Linked DNA regions of Mus musculus: region 1 is linked to region 2. A link is a contact called in public HiCAR-type data. All regions are on one chromosome and are shown on one strand. Each heading gives the region's core, a stretch centred on a gene start, on an enhancer-like site or on the middle of the called end of the contact. The rest is flanking DNA. Distances are from core to core; before and after follow the strand shown. Region 1 overlaps Oxgr1 (oxoglutarate (alpha-ketoglutarate) receptor 1). Region 2 overlaps Uggt2 (UDP-glucose glycoprotein glucosyltransferase 2).

Region 1 (5,605 bases), core at 2,252-4,751, 1.0 Mb after region 2:
CACACACAAACAGAAACACAAATGCATACACACAAACACACACATGTACACATATACACACATACATACACACAAATATATAAATACATCTTCAAGGGGTGGTATACCAAAAACAACCTGTAAAATTTGTTTGTATACTGATTTTGATTTGAGTTGGAGAACTGTAAAACATACTTTTGATTGAAATATGGATTAGTAGTAAATAAAATTTAGAAGTTATTTATAGTCTTGAAATGGAACCCAGGACCTCACACAGGCCAGGCAATTCTCTACCACTCACAACTTACTTATTTTATTTATATGTTTATTTACTCATTAATTAATTAATTTATTAATAAATAATAGGTATCTCTATGCGGCCCAACTTGGCCTGGAATTTACTATGTACTCCAGGTTAGACTTGAACTCAGAGATTCATCAGCATCTGCCTTAAATTAAAGGTGCTGGGATTAGAGGCATGTACCACTATGCCCAGGTTCTACCACTGACTTTTAAAAAGAAAAGCTCTCGAGATGAAAGGATGGACCATGTAGAGACTGCCATATCCAGGGATCCACCCCATAATCAGCTTCCAAATGCTGACACCATTGCATACACTAGCAAGATTTTACTGAAAGGACCCAGATGTAGCTGTCTCTTGTGAGACTATGCCGGGGCCTAGCAAACACAGAAGTGGATGCTCACAGTCAGCTAATGGATGGATCACAGGGCTCCCAATGGAGGAGCTAGAGAAAGTACCCAAGGAGCTAAAGGGATCTTCAACCCTATAGGTGGAACAACATTATGAACTAACCAGTACCCCTGAGCTCTTGACTCTAGCTGCATATGTATCAAAAGATGGCCTAGTCGGCCATCACTGGAAAGAGAGGCCCATTGGACACGCAGACTTTGTGTGCCCCGGTACAGGGGAACGCCAGGGCCAAAGGGGGGGAGTGGGTGGGTAGGGGAGTGGGGGTGGGTGGGTAAGGGGGACTTTTGGTATAGCATTGGAAATGTAAATGAGCTAAATACCTAATTAAAAAAAAAAAAAAAAAAAGAAAAGCTCTCTCTCTCTCTCTCTCTCTCTCTCTCTCTATATATATATATATATATATATATACATATATATGTGTGTGTGTGTGTGTGTGTGTGTGTGTGTGTGTGTGTGTGTATCTTGTCCTTAAATACTGTTGCAAAAACTAAATACATTGACATAGGAAGAGACAGATAAAGACAAGAACAAGACACTAGGACATTAATCCCTGTGACATGTATGTTTAAGGTACGACATCCGTTTTCTGATTTTCTTTAACTGTGGTTTTGAACATTTCTGTGAGGCACTCATACAATCAAAATGGGGGAGTTATTGTATAAAGAAACCCAGCATTCAGAGTTTCTTTATTCTGGATTTTCTCAGGTGCATCCAGACTTGAGTGCCACGCCACTCCCCTCATGGCTGAGCATGCATGGCAGTTTCCTTGTAATACACACAGCTTGATCCCTTTCTTTTGTTCTTATCTACTCTCTGCCGGTGGATGTCTGTAAGAAGTTAGGTCTTGATGATCCTACTGTAGCCCGTATCATTATCTGTCCTTTTGGAGGGGAGGGGATTCAGTTCAAAATGCAACCTCTAGCCCAATTAGTCCAGAACCCGATACTTTGGAAAATAAAACCAACTTTTTGAATTCAATTTCGCTTGGACCTTTGTGATTATGCTCAATAAGCAGGGCCTTGGAGGGCAGACTGTCATCAGTGTTTGCTTGTCCCCGCGGGATACAGGTCAGCTAACAGAGTGACAAAAAGCTGAATCAAGCGAGGTGTTCAGGGATAATGGAAAATCATGCATGCCCCGAAGCTAGGGTCAATTATCCAGGGTAATAAAAATGTTAAAAATTGGAGGAAGTGGGATTAAGTGTTGGAGTTAGGTCCCTGAAATAACAAAATAAGGCCAAACATACAGTCAGCCAATCTGTGCCAGATAGGAAAAAAAGAATGTTTATATCCCTGTACTTTGGTGGGGAGAGAAGAGGACCAAAGAAACTCTCTAAACATTTTCCTAATAGACGTGTGTGTGTGCGTGTGTGTGTGTGTGCGTGCGCGCGCACAAGCTTCTGTCACATGACCACACTCCCTACATGGAAACATGAACTATGGTCACGTAGATCAGAAAAGAGTTCTCCATACTAATGATCTAGAGACCCCGAGAGTTAGCCAGTAAGTTTTCCTTCCTGGACGTTCCTTCCTACAAACGGTATTTCATCTCTGGTCCACCCTGAGGAGGTGGTATGCACCCATTTTCCACGATGAATAATCAGTAAACAGCTTGAAACCAAGGACTGTCTCTTTCATCAAGAACCACCATGAGGAGCATGGAGACTGCCTTCATCTACAGAGCTGCATCTAAGTCTCCCTCAGAAAGACCCCTCTCCTCTCTCAGAGAACCACTGCTAAGGTAAGAAAAATCACTTATGATCTAAGCCAGATTTTCCATCCCGCTGGTCCCAGCCTCCTCAGCTCTTAGACCCAACTCCATTCCCAACTCCCAGAGACCCAGTGGCGCCTGGATGCCCAAGAGTTTGAGAGCCCCCAGGCTCTCAAATTCCTCACGGCAGGTCCGTGGACCCCCGATGTTCCAAATCCTCTGTGCACTTTGGTCTCCCACATCTTAGGTTGCATTTTTCCCAGATCCTCAGTGGTGTCCTGGCTCTTTGCTCACGCCTAGCACCTGACAGCGGGCATAGGGTAAATGCAGTCTAGCATTTCCGAATTCTGTCTGCCCAGAGACAGGGCGAAGTGCTGAACCACAGAGTCTGATAATCGCTTTCCTATGAAGAAGCCCTGAGCCCCGACCATTATTCGACGTCTGATTTTTCAAGCTTCCTTTTGCTCTCGAACCATTGTTTTCAATACACTAATGAATAAGACGCAGTTTCGTGGGAACAAATGACCAATTCAGAGAGTAATTGTATGTAAGTTTATTAGTCATATCAACACATTCTTTAAGGTTTAAAAGATCTAGACCATGCATTTCCTCAAATATTTATATCAACTGACTTATATTTACTACTAATTAAGCACAACATAGCCCAAGAATAACTTTAGCAATTTCTACAGTTATTATTTTTTATTATAGTACTAAAGGATTACAATACCTAAAGAGAATAAGTGTTTCCTGGAGATCTATCCCATGAAAATCAAAACAATGTTAGATTTGACTTAGCGCCTAATGTATATATGATACTAACGAGTAGCTCTATTTCACCAATTTCCTTCCCCAGGAAATGTTGACAATTACCAATAAAACTTAATATGATTTATAAATTAAGCAATTGTTAAGGTGGCCTACAACGCTGAAAACTCAGGCCAGAGGGCCACCTTGCTGTGGTTCGTCAGTTTTGGAGTCAGGGTTTCTATTTGTGTTAGAGCTCACTAAGTAGTCTAGGCTGGCTGGCCCTCACCCTCCAGGGACCTGCCTGCTCCTGCCAGCCCAGAGCTGGGGTTCCAAGTGCATGTCTTTGCATCAGGCTTTTGTGTGTGAGTTCTAAGGACCAGACCCAAGCCTTCATGCTTGTATAGCAGGCATTTTGCTGACTGGGCCATTTCCACAGTCTTTCTTCTGACTAAAGAACTAATGTATTCCTTCAGTCTAAAGAGCTAGCCAGAGCTGAAAGGAAAACTCAGACCAATAAAGGAAGAAAAACTTGTAAAGATAATGAGTTGTAAAAACATTAAGAAAGCACAAGATGCCTTTGGATAATCTAGGATTCCAGTGAACACAAGCCCCAAAGTCTGAAAGCACAGGAAACTAGGCATGAAAGAACACTCTTTTTTCCCCTGTATGATAATTTACTAATCTAAGGAAACAAAACCTTCCCATATAGTAAGAAATAAATCCAGTTACAAATGCACTAGCAGGTCTGTGTGAAGGCTCTGGCGGAGTAACTGAGAACAGCCAGTTATTTACAAGATACACAAGCAGGAAGGGTGAGCCTAGCCCAGCAAGGGCCTCAGAAGCCAAAAGTGTTCTCTCCGATGTAGGCCACATACAAGAATCCATCTTCCTCTTTTTCCTTCTTGTAAAGCTATCTCATAGTTAGGCTGGACTGTGGGACTGTCCTGTCCACAATCAGGAAGGTGGCCTTCTCGGAGGACAGCTGGATGCTTTTCCTGATCATCGCAGGAACTGAGCCAAGGTGATGTCAGATGGGACCAAGTACTTCCTTTTCTCAGTGTCAACAATCTGAGAGCCAGAGACTTTTTCCATGATCACAGGAACCAGGTTGGAATACTTTGCTTTGATCTTCGCAGATTCCATGCATCTGAGTTCCAGGGAGTTATCCTCACTAAATATTCACTTCCTGGTGGCAGAAAGCGGTAGATCTGCCTCAGCCACATATTTCTGTGTCTTGGCTTTTGCTTGGTTCTGGTTTGTTTGAGCCTTCCCATCTTGGCATTAAAGCTGTAGGAGGTCCGGGGTTTAGTGTACGAGCACTAGTTTCTGTGTGGAGGCAATTAGTTGGTGGCAACAGAAATACTCTGAGTTCCATGGTTTCTAATCTTTCTATATACTTTATTGATACTCGTGTAGCCCATTCTCTACCCAAAGATATCAACAAACATATTGCAAAGATCTCATAAGGGCCCTTACCCATGGCTTTGGTTCATAATGACCTGAATACTCAGTAGTTACTGTGGGCTCCACTGAGAGGGTATTCAGGATTTCTTGGAAGTTATATACAAATTATCAGGGCGTGTTAATTGATTGATTGATTGATTGATTGATTGATGGAAAGACTGATATTTGATAAGTATGTATGTGTGAATGATGCGTGGCTGTTTATGTCAAGGTCTGATACATGTCACAGTGAACATGTAGAGCTCAAAGGACAGCCTTAAGCATTGGTCCTTCCCTTTTATCTCCTTGGAAAGAAGGTCTCTTTGAGGCTAGTCACTGTGTAGAGCTGGCCAGTTAGCCTTCGAGCCTTTAAGGATTCTATCTCCATATCTATCTCACCACAGAGGCACTGGGATTGTAGATAGTTGCTACCACACACAATTTATGTGGGCTCTGAAGAGTCTATCTCAGACCCTCACATTTGCATGTCAAGAGCTTTACCACTGAGCCATCTCTCTGGCCTTGACGAAAATGGCATTACTCAAGGGTTGTTTGAGCAACTGTCTTTCTTTCCTTGTTCAAGGTCCCCACTGGCTTTGCATCTCACTATAGAGCAGAATGCCTGCTGGAAGTTATTGCTGACCACAACATATAACAGCAGGTTGCCAAAGGTGTTGAGAGCAGCTAATGGTCTAGAAACAATGTAAGCTTCGTGGATGTGACTCTCGATGGAGCAGCTGATTGAAAGCAGGCGAGATTCGATCCGAATGACCCTCAAGATGTGGAAGGGTAAGAAACATATATAGAAAACAAGGAGGAGCAGAATAGTCAGTCTCCGAGCCTTCTGCTTAAAGCAGCTGTGGGTCCGAGGCCCGTGAGTCAGGGTACTGATAATTGTCGTGTAGCAAAGTGTCACTATCACCAATGGCAGGCAGAAAGTGGTGGCTGTCAAAATGAGATTGTACCACTTGATAGTAGTGAGGTCATCTGAACTGGTGAGGTCAAGGCAAG
Region 2 (6,465 bases), core at 1,397-3,896:
ACAAGTCAATGGCCTTTCTCTACACAAAGAATAAACAGGCTGAGAAAGAAATTAGGGAAACGACACCCTTCACAATAGACACAAATAATATAAAATACCTTGTTGTGACTCTAACTAAAGAAGTGAGAGATCTGTATAAGAACTTCAAGTCTCTGAAAAAAGAAATCGAAGATCTCAGAAGATGGAAAGATCTCCCATGCTCATGGATTGGCAGGATTAATATAGTCAAAATGGCTATCCTGCCAAAAGTAATCTATAGATTCAATGCAATCCCCATCAAAATTCCAACTCAATTCTTCACTGAGTTAGAAAGGGCAATTTGCAAATTCATCTGAAATAACAAAAAACCTAGGATAGCAAAAACTCTTCTCAAGAATAAAAGAAGTTCTGGAGGAATCACCATCCACTGGACTGTGCACCGGGTCCCCAGTGGAGGAGCCAGGGAAAGGACCCAAGGAGCTGATGGGGTTTGCAGCCCCATAGGAGGAACAACAACATGAACTAACCAGTACCCCCAGAGCTCCTGGGGACTAAATCACCAACCAAAGAGTACACATGGAAAGACCCATGGTTCTAGCTGCATATGTAATAGAAGATAGCCTTGTCAGTCATCAGTGGGAGGCAAGGTCCTTGGTCCTGTGAAGACTCTATGCCCCAGTGTAGGGAAATGCCTGGGCCAGGAAGCAGGAGTGGGTGGGTTAGTGATCAGGGTAAGGGGGAGAGATAGGGGGGTTTTGGAGGGGAAACCAGAAAAGGGAATAACATTTGAAATGTAAATAAAGAAAATATCTAATAAAATTATTAATATTTTTAAAAGTATAATAAGGCCAGAGAAATGAAATAAAGTTGTTAGTTGAATGAATAGTTTGGCTTGGGGAGTTTTGCCCTATCCATCCATCCATCCATCCATCCATCCATCCAAATGTGTATGTCTGTTTATATGCATGTGTGCAGGTACATATGCACGTATGTAAGCATGCATGAATATTTTCGGAGTTGATTGTGACAAAGAGTTGGGCCCGGCCAGAGTGTGGGTATATGAATGTTTGAATGTATATGCGTCTGTGTACATTTGCCTGTATACAGCATCTTAATTCTTTTTTTTTTTTAAAGATTTATTTATTTTATTAATGTAAGTACACTGTAGCTGTCTTCAGACACTCCAGAAGAGGGAGTCAGATCTTGTTACAGATGGTTGTGAGCCACCATGTGGTTGCTGGGATTTGAACTCCTGACCTTCGGAAGAGCAGTCGGGTGCTCTTACCCACTGAGCCATCTCACCAGCCCCAGCATCTTAATTCTTTTCCTTTCCTTCCTCTGTGGTTCACAAAGAGTTAACCAGCTTAGCCAGAGAGGCTTCTGGCTGCTGACTCACCAGAGTAAGGAGCCCAGCAATAAATTTTTGCATTTAGTCCCCTGCTGTTCTACAATGAGGTGATAAATAGTCTCTGGCCTCAGAGCTCAGACGGCAGTGGCTTAGACTTCACCCAGGCAAGGGCCCTGCTCTCTTCTCTGCCGTCTTTTCCTCCCGGTTGGCTTTTGTTTCCAGGTGGCCTCATTCGTGCTTCTGCACTGAGCTCCTCATCCTCCTGCCTCACTCTCTGCAGTGCTGGACTTAGAAAAAAAGCTGCCCCCATCTCCACTCCATGCTTATCAGCAAATTCTAATATAAAACCTGAAAATACACCTTTGTCCTTGATATGTCGTTTATATCCTGTGAATTCACTTTATATACACGAACACTTAAGTATTCCTGCATTAGAAATTCTGTACACTTGTCAAATATTTTCATGATTACTGATGACAAATATCCTGAAATGAGCTAATAATTCTATACATACAGATTTGGAAATGAAGGTGGCTTTTCATTATCTCCAGCTAAATTTAGAGCCTTTCCTAAGTAAGTCATGGACAGATGGAAACTTGATGGTTTCACTGTTGATGGTGGACGCAGGAGAGAAGGGCCACACTCACCACTCACCGCTAACCTTCCCAGCAAGTCAGCAGCTAGAGGAAAACCCGTGCATACCCGCGCAGGTGCGCGGAACCCGTGCATACCCACGCAGGTGCATGGAACCTGTGCATACCCGCGCAGGTGCGCGGAACCCGTGCGTGCCCGCGCAGGTGCGCGGAACCCGTGCGTGCCCGCGCAGGTGCGCGGAACCCGTGCGTGCCCGCGCAGGTGCGCGGAACCCGTGCGTGCCCGCGCAGGTGCGCGGAACCCGTGCGTACCCGCGCAGGTGCATGGAACTGTTTTTATAACGAATAATGTACACATGTCTTAGTTTTACTTGCCAAATTATACAATAATAATAATGGCTGTTTCAGATAGGAACTGCCATGTTGTACGCAGACGGTACTTCTTGTCACACTTTCCCGTCTGCGCACGCTCTGCTAGTGTGTTTTTAAACTCCAGGTTCTTAGTGGATATAAAAAATGTCGTGTCGTGTATGTCTAAAAACTAACAGTGACAATCAATGAGCAATGCAAATCCTCATGTTCATGTTCAGTTAGATGCAAAGCAAGCTTTAGTAAAAAGTAATCGCTCTTGTTACCTGGTCAGCATCAACAAATATGACTTTGTCCACAGCCAGTGGGAAAAGGACATCAAGGAAAAGGATTTTGTAACCCCAAATGATTCGCTGCTTGTCAGTCTGTTGATGAAGCCAGTGGGGCCACTTATACTGCACAAGCTCATACTGGAATCCATATTCCTTAGCCATGTGAGGAATTACCTCCTAGACACATATAACAAATCAAACAATACATTTTAGAAGAAGCTTACTATAAATCATTATAAAGAAACTGAAAACTGCTTAAATACTATTCTAATAAACTTGTTCCCAAGCTGAAAGGGAGTGTGTGAAGGAGGAAGGGGAGGGAGCGGCAGCAGACGTGTCTGTTGGAGGAAGTACGTCACTGGAGGCGGGCTTTGAGAGTGTTGAAAGACTGCTTCAAGCTTGTGGCTCAGCCTCCTGCTCCAGCTCACGCCCACTGCTTGCTGCCTTGCTTCCCCAAACAGACTCCTCAGGAACTGAGACAGACAGGTAGTTAGGCCAATGACCTTCTGGCTGGAGGGAGGGCCTGGCTACTGTGAACAGAGCAAAGCTACAGGCTTACACCTGCGCACTCACCAGTGTTTATGTTATGCACGAAAGCACCGTACGAAGAAGAAACAGAGAGAAAAAGCAAACCAGAAAGGAAAACCCCGTTTTGAAGAGGCATTACTTTTGCCATGAAGTGCTGCAAGGTTTTTATCCAGAGAATGGTTTTTCTAATTAGTGATAGCATCTGCTAGGACGGATCCTGTATTGTGTCATCTCAGTCCATGTGTTTTCCACTCCCATGCCCTATTTGGCAAATACACATTTAAAAACCTCACATTGAAAAGGGAAATGTTTTCAGAGATTACAATGGTAACAAAGAAATTAGTATCAAGCTTTAGCCACATTGTAAAATAGCCATGTGCTTACTTTAAATGTTGGCGAGAGGTAATTCTTCAGAAACCAGAACTTCACGGGAGTTTCGGTGTTCCGCAGAACAGAAAGCATCATAATCCTAAGTCAAAGGACATGGAGACAAATACAGGGTAACTTATATTCAGAGGCCTTTAAATGATGACTTATGAATACACATTGTGAAATATGTAGAGGTAAACTAAAACACCTTCAGACATTATGGCTGTGACAATAGGCAGTGCATAAGGATGTAAGGGTGCAAATATCACAGAGCCACTGTGTGATCAATACAAGGCTTTCAGAAGAGAAGGGACTGGTGCATTCTGGGACTCTGCCATGTGGTTGCTTTACCCAGGCCTTTCAGTGAAGGAGAGAGGCGCGCCCCTGAAAGTGCTCTCTAAAGCACCAGGATCAGAACTGAAATATCTCTGAGGCATTCTTTGTGGTCCTTTATATAAACTCTTAAAAATATTCTTTAAATTCTGAATACCATCTTCTTCTTCTCCACTGACTTCGTTCTTTTTCCAAATATGATATTCCTTCATGGGAAAGGAAAATTTACAATATATATTTTTTCTCATTATCTTGTTAAATTCAACGCATTTCTAACATTAATTAAAACTATTCTAAATCAAATCAAATTAATAAAATTTAAATGTATTTTAAAACTTACATGTAAAAAGCAAGCTGCTCACTGGTGTATACCTTGTTAACATTTAGGCAAGAAGAACGCACAAACCCAGTGGATTTGCTCCTCCAGGGGCCTTTGGCAGAGAATATAAATAATAATAATAATAAATAATAATAATGGCGGGTATGAAAATAAGCTAATACTTTGGCAGAAACGGGAAAAAAAGTTTATTTCCTTTTGAGGTTCATTCTTTCATTTTGCTGAATTCCGATCTGTGTAAATGTGTAACTTTCTGAAACTATGAGAACCTTCTCACCTACCTTAGAAAACGCTCATATAAATGGCCAGAAGCAACTGAAAAAATGTTCAGGATGTCATTTTCCTTTTTCTCATCTTTATGCAGACTTTTTGTGAAGCTTGTAATAGAAATACATGACAGTGAATTATTAGCATTTATTAGTATATATTATAACTGTAACATGTAAATAATATGCATCAAAACACCATTACATTGAATAGCCATCTGTGCTGACAGTTGTGAGATATTTATATTATAGTATGTTAAATGTTGGGGGTATCATTTGAGCTCTGTGAGCTTTTGTAGACATGGAATGAAATTAAACTTTTTCCATTTTCCATAGTTACATAAAGTTTTGTGACTTCTAAGAGTTCTTTTGAGAATCAAGAATGAAGTACAGCCTGCCATGTTCATACCTCGTGTGCTGGATCTTAAATGACCAATAGTGTGGGAAGCAACAATACATTAAGCAGAAGTGTCAGTCATGGACAACAGGGTTTCTGGGTTTCCAGTAGGAGTGTGGATGTTGGTCATGAAGCATGCACCTCTAAAACACTATGTAACATGCCTGCAGAGGTCCAGAAAAAGATTCACTGAGCACAGGGCCTGCTCTGTGGAACCCTGCCCAGGTCAAGCGATGGGATCCCAGGGCTAGGCAGAGGAAAGCAGAATCCTGGGGACTTGGTGCTGGCAAGTCTAGCACACAGTGTTAATGGATGGTTGCACTCAGTAAGCAACCATCTCAGAAAACAAGGTGAGCGGCAGCAGAGCAGGCCCATTGGACTGATGGATGGGTGTGTGACACTGACATGGCTGTGTGACACTGACTTTGTACATGACACAGTTGTACCTCACACTAAAGTTACTACTGGTGGGCTGCTGGCAGCCCTGCTTTTCTAGAGTGTAAGTTCAGCTTCCACACTGCACAGCTTACAATCACCCCTAACTCCAGCCTCTCGGAATCTGACTCCCTCACTGCCCGCTGAGTACACTGCACACCTGTGGCACACACTCTTTCTTCACACACACTTTTCTTTTTGTTGTTTAAAGTGACTGCTTAGGCCATGAGTTCAAGGCCTGCCTTTGCCACTCAGTGAGTGAGAGAACTTGTCTGAAAAGAAAAGAAAGAGTGTCAGAGCCAGAGAGGATGGAGGACACTAAGAAAGCAGGCCTTCGAATCAACACGAGCAGAGCGCCTGTGAGCTCACAGAGGCAGCGGCAGCACACACAGCCTGCGTGTGTCTCTGTGCATATGTTATGGCTTCCAGTTTACTGCCTTTATGGGCGCCTGTGTGTGTCACCAAACTGTTCCTTGTGACTGCTCTTGGGCTCTCTGCCTGGCTGTTGGTTTTGTCCAGTTCCTGTGAGTTAGTTTTTGTTTTACCTTATTTTATTTTCCCTCAGAAGCCTGTTTGTTTTCTAATGAGAGACAGAAATGGAGTAGGTCAGATGGGACAGGAGGAGGGGTGATAGTGGGAGGAGTAGAAGGAGGGGAACCATGATCAGAATTCGAGGGGGAAAACTATTTCCAATAAAAGGAAACAAACGAACAAATAAAAGAAAATGATAGTAACCAGAGAAGCAGACAAAAAAATTGCCAAAAAAAAAAGAAAGAAACAAAAGAACTTAATGTGGGATATCCGTGATATATATAATTAATGCTGATTGTTATATAATTAAAAATCTAAGTTATATAAGCATATATATCACTTATAGTGACTAAGATTTGAAAATGACTTCTTTTATAAAAAATATTTTTGTTGGGGTTAGAAAGACATCTCAGCATTTAACAGCCTTGGCTACTCTGGCAGCAGACCCAGGTTCAGTTCCCAGCATCCACAGGGCAAGTGACAAGTGCCTCTAACTCCACTTCCAGGGGACCCAATGCCCTGTGCTGGCCTTTTCAAGGATACACATAGTGTACAGATATACACAGAGGCCAAATACCCACATACATAAAATAATAAAAAGTTAAATTTAAAAATATTCTGGTAAGTAAAAATTATTATACCAGTATTTTGTAAATCTTTTTTTTTTCTGTAATTTTCTGAAGAAAACATTGCTACATGGTAGAGTAA

What was found. HiCAR-type assays count read pairs that join an accessible place to other places.
Region 1: a contact with region 2 is called in a HiCAR-type map of astrocytes, with 4 times the contacts expected there. The contact joins two enhancer-like sites. A contact is called at or near these places in 2 of 115 datasets of contacts at active chromatin or transcription factors (astrocytes and embryonic basal ganglia).

What each region holds. Positions count from the first base shown.
Region 1 is chr14:120,016,645-120,022,249 of GRCm38.p6, forward strand. Oxgr1 (oxoglutarate (alpha-ketoglutarate) receptor 1) reads right to left here. Exons shown (of 4, transcript NM_001001490.3): 4 at 2,941-5,605. The coding sequence ends at 5,136. It also overlaps the pseudogene Gabarapl2-ps. Among named protein-coding and RNA genes, the nearest start is that of Oxgr1, 23 kb to the right of the region's middle. Within about 2 kb of position 3,502, at least 9 of the 459 cell types and tissues checked have an H3K27ac peak or open chromatin away from gene starts, as enhancers often do. A contact at or near this core is called in astrocytes, where this site is marked.
Region 2 is chr14:119,004,590-119,011,054 of GRCm38.p6, forward strand. Uggt2 (UDP-glucose glycoprotein glucosyltransferase 2) reads right to left here. Exons shown (of 39, transcript NM_001081252.2): 32 at 4,410-4,505; 33 at 3,474-3,558; 34 at 2,556-2,738. Among named protein-coding and RNA genes, the nearest start is that of Dnajc3, 70 kb to the left of the region's middle. Within about 2 kb of position 2,647, at least 375 of the 459 cell types and tissues checked have an H3K27ac peak or open chromatin away from gene starts, as enhancers often do. A contact at or near this core is called in astrocytes, where this site is marked.